2 separate regions of the Mus musculus genome follow, and region 2 is linked to region 1. The links are chromatin contacts, called in public HiChIP or PLAC-seq maps. All regions are on one chromosome and are shown on one strand. Each heading gives the region's core, a stretch centred on a gene start, on an enhancer-like site or on the middle of the called end of the contact. The rest is flanking DNA. Distances are from core to core; before and after follow the strand shown. Region 1 has its middle 25 kb from the start of Gm26273. Region 2 holds the start of Rpl7 (ribosomal protein L7).

Region 1 (3,277 bases), core at 68-2,567:
CTGAGTCCACTGGGCTCCAAGCATTAGCTGTGAGACTTCATGAGGGTCCTTACCCTATGTGCAGCAGATCTCCCGGGATGCCTGTAGGCTGTGGTGTCTTCAGGGGAGCAGCAGGGCCTACTTTTAAGAGTGGATTATTTTCCCCATTGGGACTCCCTTGGAGGAAACTAAATTTTCATTTGCAAGTGGTTATCAATTGGAGCTAGCTTTTGGCTTAGGAATGGGTGTGTGTGTGTGTGTGTGTGTGTGTGTCCCCACCTCTCCTCTCAGCCCTGATGCAGTCTTGTGCAGGCCCTGTGCATGCTGTTTTGTCCATATGTAACTATGTATTCTATTTCCCCTTTCTAGGAGATCCCTCCCTCCCCCATAATCCCTTACTATATACCTAACCTTTGTGGGTCTATGGATTATAACTTGCTTATCAGTGACTTAACAGCTAATATTCAAATATAAGTGAATAATACTGTATTTGTCTGTCTGGATCCAGGTTATGTCATTTGGGGTGATTATATATAGTTCCATTTATTTACCTGCAAATTTCATGATTTCATTTATTTAGTGGCTCAGTGATATCCCATCGTGTGTGTGTGTGTGTGTGTATCATATTTCCTTTATCCATTCATCTACTGATGGACTTCTAGGTTGTTTCCAGTATCTGTCTGTAATGAATAGAAAACCATTAAGCATGGTCGAACAAGTGTCTTTGTAATAGGATTGAGAATCCATTGGGTATATGCCCAAGAGTGGTATAACTGGATATTGGGGTAGATATAGTCCCACCTTTCTGAGGAACGACCACACTGATTTTCACCTTGCCTGTATTTGCAGGAAATATTAAAAAGAACAAGCACATTCCCTCCCGGCCATGCAGTGGCCGGCAATGGCTGACCTGTTTTTATCTGATGGAGACTCTGACTCAGAAATCCAGAATTTCCCCACCCAGCTTGCTAGGTTCCCACTGGTGGGTTATTACCAAACCCATGCTTAAAATCCCCCATAGTCTTTGTAGTGCACCTCAGGCAAACCCATGCTTTCGGCCAGACACTAGTAGCTGCATCTTGTCCTCACACTATCCCTGTCCAAAAGGACCTGACTCTCTCCTGCTTCTTCTCTTCCTCCATCCAACCTGGAAGTCCCACCAACTCACCCAGTGATTGGCTCCTTTACTCATTAGGGTATTGGTTCATAAGAAGTCTCCTAAGTACCTGACTCACTCCTTGTCTGCAACCCCTCCCAGGAGAGTGGAATTAGCATCAAAATACAATCAGCACCAGGCCCATCCACACAGCTGTAAAAGTTTGTACTCCCACCAGTCACAGATGAGTGCCCCCCTTATTCCACACCCTCTGTAGGATGAGCTGTCACTTGTGTTATTGATATTGATCATTTTTGACTTGTTTAAAATGAAATATCAAAGTAGTTTTGATTTGCATTTTCCCAATGGCTAAGGTTGTTGAACATTTCTTTGTTTCTCAGACATTTGAGTTTACTCAATTGAGAATTCTTTGTATATGTACTCCACTTTTAATTGTTTTTTTTCTTGATATCTAATTTTGTTTTTTGTCTTTTGTTTTGTTTTTGACAAGGTTTCTCTATTTTTCTGGGTTTGGATTACTTCACTCAGGATGTTCTTTTATAGTTCATCTATTTGCCTGCAAATTTCATGATTCCATTGTTTTTAACAGCACACATTAACGGTAATGCTCCATTGTGTAAACGCACCACTTTTTCTTTAACCATTCTTTGGTTGAGCGACATGTAGGTTGTTTCCAGTTTCTGGCTATTAGGAATAAAGTTGCTATGAACATGGATGAGCAAGTGTCCCTGTGATAGGATGAAGCATCTTTTGGTTTTATGTTCAGGAGTCTTATAGCTGGATCTTGAGGTAGATTGATTTCCAATTTAATGAAAAAAAAATCACCATGTTGATTTCCAAAGTGACTGTACAAGTTTCACTCCCACCAGCAGTGGAGTAGTGTACCCCATGCTCCACACCTCCCCAGCATGAGCTGTTGATTGTGTTTTTGATCTTAGCCATTCTGACAGGTGTAAGATAGAATTTCAAAGTTGTTTTGATTTGCTTGATTTGCATTTTTCTGATGGCTAAGGATGCTGAACATTTCTTTAAGTGTTTCTTGGCCATTTGATATATCTCTATTGAGAATTCTGTTTGGACCCATTTTTAAATTGGAGTTTGTTGATTGATTCTTGAGTTCCTTATATATGTTGGATATCAGGCTCCTGTCAGATGTGGAGTTAGTGAAAATCTTTTCCCATTTTCTGGGTTGCCATCTTGTCCTATTGATGGTGTCTTTTGCTTTACAGAATGTTTTAGTTTCATGAGGTCCCATGTATTAATTTCTGGCCTTAGTGCCTGTTTAATGGTGTTCTGTTCAGGAACTGTCTTTTGTGCCAGTGCATTCAAAACTATTCCCTACTTTCTCTTCTATCAGGTTAAGTGTCTCTAATTTTATTGAGGACTTTGATATATTTGGGTTTGAGTTTCATGCAGGATGAATAATAGATATAGACCTATTTGCATTATTCTACATGTAGATATCCAGTTAGTGCTGGTGCTCATTTTGTTGAAGATGCTTTCTTTTTTTCCATTGTATGTTTCTGGATTCTTTAATAGAAAGCTTTTATTTCTACGTAAAATATGGCAGAGTTTTGCTGGGTATATTAGTCTATGTTAGTTTTTATGTTTTTTTTTTTTTTTTTTTCAGGGTTGGAATGCATTGATCCAGGCTCTTTTGGCTTTCAGAGTTTCCACTGAGAAATAAGCTGTTATTCTGGTGGCTTTTCCTTTAGATGTGACTTGTTTTTTTCTCTTGTGGCTTTTAATACACTCTGTTTTGTATACTTAGTGTTTTAATTATAACGTTCTGCAGGGAGTTTCTTTTTCTGTTCCTGTCTGTTTGGTGGTCTGTGTGGTTCTTATATCTGTATGGTGTATCATTCTTTAGTTTGTGAAATTTTCTGCTATGATATTGTTGAAAATATGGCCTGTGGCATTGACTTGGAATCCTTCTTCTTAGTTTATTATTAAAATTCAAAGGTTTGCTCTTTCCACAGTGTTCCATATTTTCTGTGTATTCCCTTATTGTGCTTTCAAAAAATTTAATATTCCTTGGTTACTTCATTTAGATCCTTTACTTTATGTTAAAGTTCTGATAGCCTATTTTCTTCTTGATCCACTCTGCTCATAAGGCTTTCTCTGTGTTATTTGTTTTGTTTTTAGCAAGCTTGTAGTGTTTTCCAGTTCCATCTATATTTC
Region 2 (3,576 bases), core at 942-3,441, 2.4 Mb after region 1:
CTCCAACCTAAAGGCTTGTTTGTAATCCCAGCATATAAACAGAAGGGACAGTCAGCTAGGCTGGAATGCAACTCTGGGTTCTGGGGAGAACCTAGCCACCGTGTGGTGGGGTCATTAAGGAAGACACATGACATTTGGGCCACCACCCACACGTATACAAAATAAAAGTAAAAAAATAAATTTAAAGTCTGGCCAGAAAACATGACCTTGGACTAGTATCAATCCCTCCCTGAAAAATCATTACCTACCAAGAGACCGAGCAATCAAGGAATTATCTGTCAAGGCAATCCGCTTCTTGTTGATTTTGCCGTAGCCTCGCTTGTAGATGAGCTCGTTTACTGACTTCAGGTTGGGGTACCTGCACCAGGAAAACCAGGTAAGTTAGAATACAGCCCAAGTGTCTAACATTCATCTCATCATAAAAGCCAACCGACTAGACAGAAAACTCACCCCCATGCAATGTATGGCTCCACAATCCGCAGCATGTTAATTGAAGCCTTGTTGAGCTTAACAAAGGTGCCATTGAAGATCTGTCGAAGACGAAGGAGCTGCAGAACCTTACGAACCTTTGGGCTTACTCCATTGATACTGCCAGAGAAAAAAAATAGATCCATACAGCTTTTATTGTAATTTTAAGTAATACAAAACTTAGTCACCACATAGTATGTGTGTGTAATCTCAACACGCTATCACTACTAGCTTGCCTTCTCTTGATTCCTGTTTTATCATAAAAGATGACTGAATGATACTAAGTAAACTGTTTTTAAGCTCTTAGACAACTACAGGACACTGAAATGCAGTCAGAGCAAGCAGCTTAGGCACAGGTTTCACAAACAACTTCCCGCCCCCCGTAATTCTCGGCCCCCTTCCTAAGGGCAGGCACAATACAGCCATTGCTGCCAGAACACGATGCAAAGTGAACTCACCCTCGAATTCTGATGACAAAGGCCAGCTTTGGTTCTGCGGGCACATAGAAGTTGCCAGCTTTCCTTGCCATCCTGGCCATCCGAATCTCAGTGCGGTACATCTGCCTGTACTCCTTGTGATAGTGCTTTGCCTTCTCATAGATGAGCTTCCTCCTTGCCTTTCGAAGCTGAAAAACCAATGGCCAGTCAGTCATAATTCTTGGCTCTGAAACAGAGCACAGCATCAGTTTTATACAAGGATGACTTGAGAATATCAAACCAGGAAGATCTCTCTTCAATCTCACCCCACGCTCAGTCCCAATAAGCTCCCTGGCCCACTAAAGACCTCCAAAGTTTACTTACTGTCTTCAGGGCAAACTTCTTCCTCAGGCGCTTCACCTTCAACTCTGCGAAATTCCTTCGCTTTTTCTTGAGGGTTTCTGGCACAGCGGGAACCTTTTTCTTGAGAGTTTTTGGCCCAGCAGGAACCTTTTTCTTAAGGGTTCCTGGCACAGTGGCAACCTTCTTTTTCTTCTCTCTGTTGTTTGTAGAGAATTACTAGTAGGTCAAAAAACTTCCTGGTGATGTATCACACACACTAGGTGCTCAGAACTACGTTAAAACTGTCACCCACTCAAACCGGCAGCATCTAGCATCTCCGTCGTTCCCGAAAGCTCTACTGGAGATGCAGCGTTCATGCCCACAACCTTCACGTTATACACACCTTACTTAAAGGTAAACATGTATGACATTAAAGAGATTTATGCCTAACCCCAGCCATCAGTCCTGGCCTGTGAATTGTTACAAGTTGTCAAGTCACACTGAAAAAACTGTACTGCACACTTTTTGGGTTCCAGGACTCACTGATCCTCGATCAAGTCTCAAGCTCCATATGCAGGAGGCTGCCGGTAAGCAGCCGGCTAAGATAACTTTAGCTACAAAGGATCTCGTTCCATGATTCCGCGGAATACATTCTACCGAAGAACGGACCTCCGCCCAAGTAGCCGGATCCGCAGTCTGCCCTCAGTTTGCTCCTGGTACTGCCAAGGCCTCCGCGCGGAGGCCCCCCGCACTCCCTCCTAGTACCACACGGCGTCACAAACACCCAGACAGGCAGGCAGTGGTTCCAGGCTACACTCAGATACAGGAAAAGTGAGACAAAATGCCTCTAGTTTGGGGGATGGAGAAGGATTCTGGGGGAGAGAAGAATCGACTTACGGAACAGCCTCCATGGTTCCAGCCGGAAAAGAAGAGAGAAAGGTGGCGCATGCGCACTGTCTCCTTAAAGGTCTCAGGGCGCGAAGCCCCACGCCTTATAGCTGTCCTGAGATAAGCCGGAAAATAATCTAGAATTGAGATTTTTGCACTTTGCTGGCGCAAAATGAACAGCTTGGCTTAGTCACGGCCAGCCAACTTTATGGTAAAACTCATCGGAAAACAAATGCACTGAATACATTTTTTTTTTTTTTTTTTTTTTTTTTAATGAATAGAGTGGGGACACCTCGTCAGCTCTGGGCTTAATTTCTCCAGGTTGCGTTGACAACCCTAGGGTCAGGCTCTGCGGAATTCGTTGGACCCAAAAGGCATGTTCAGGGATGTGAACTACAAGTCCCAGCATGCGTCGCTGCATAACCCGCGGGGCTGGAGGGCGACGTTGACCGACACTCTGGGCAGCCTTCGCGGCGGTGATTCCCATTAGGCTCACTAGAGTATGAGGCTTCACGTCCTCAGCGGCTAGCTGAGCTATGAAATCACTGTCTGTCACCTCCTCCGGCTCTCTGCGGCCCGTGGCCACGCAGCCCTGCTCCCCCACCTCGGCTGCGCTGCCGAGGTCCTTTTTCCGCCCGACTGCCGGGCTGTCTTCCGCAGCGCCTGATCATCGGCCGCCAGGTCCACAGTCCCTCGGTTGGCGAAAGCAGCGAGACCGGGAAGAGTGATGACCCGAAGGTCCGAGGAGGATGGGGGGGTTCGCTGCTGCGGGACCCGGCAGGCGCAAGCCACGGCGACCCTCAGCAGGGGGCGTGAGCCGCGAAGAGTGGCACGACGAGGGCGGGAGCCTTCGGCCGCGGTCGTGGAAGAGGGGCTGCCCCGCGCGGTGGGGCGGCCGGCGGGAGGGCGAGCGGGGAGGGGAGGCTGGGCCGGGGGCGGGGTGCGACCGGGGGCGGGGAGGGCCGAGCTGAGGGAGGGCCGATGCCACTGCAGCGGCCGGCGCTTCCCGGCGGTGGGTTATATAGCGCGGAGTGTGGAGCTACCTCAGAGCCGGCTGGGAACGCTCAGACGCTGCGGGGCCCCGTGCCCGAGTGACAGCGGCGCGAGTGCAGGGCAGGGGACCCGAGTCGCGCTGGCAGCTCGAGCGGTTGGCAGCCCTCGCGTGCGCCCCGCAAGTCGGCCCTTCCCGGCGCTGCCCGCACCCTCCCGCAACTTGAGTCAAGTTGACAACTCCCGCGTCCCGACGCATCCGCTCGGCGCACCCCTGTCCTAGGAAGACGGGGAGCCGCTGCAGCAGCGCCGGGGACGTTCGGGCGGCGGCGGCTTGGCCATGAGGGCAGCGCGCGTCGCCTAACTCGCGGCTGTCACCGCCGCTGCAGCGGGACTGGACGGACGGACGGACGCTGTGGGACAAACAGGCGGCCGCCAGCAGGAGGCGCCGAGCCGGGAGCAGCGGCAGGCA

The links. HiChIP or PLAC-seq counts read pairs in DNA pulled down with a chosen protein or histone mark.
Region 2: a contact with region 1 is called in an H3K27ac HiChIP or PLAC-seq map of large pre-B cells, with 4 times the contacts expected there. The contact joins the promoter of Rpl7 here to the enhancer-like site in region 1. A contact is called at or near these places in 3 of 39 promoter capture datasets (hippocampal neurons, liver and pre-B cells) and 2 of 115 datasets of contacts at active chromatin or transcription factors (large pre-B cells and pro-B cells).

The regions. Positions count from the first base shown.
Region 1 is chr1:13,747,869-13,751,145 of GRCm38.p6, forward strand. No RefSeq gene overlaps it. Among named protein-coding and RNA genes, the nearest start is that of Gm26273, 25 kb to the right of the region's middle. Within about 2 kb of position 1,318, at least 1 of the 459 cell types and tissues checked has an H3K27ac peak or open chromatin away from gene starts, as enhancers often do.
Region 2 is chr1:16,102,242-16,105,817 of GRCm38.p6, forward strand. Rpl7 (ribosomal protein L7) reads right to left here and starts at 2,192. Exons shown (of 7, transcript NM_011291.5): 1 at 2,124-2,192; 2 at 1,269-1,443; 3 at 927-1,093; 4 at 451-588; 5 at 249-358. The coding sequence starts at 2,137.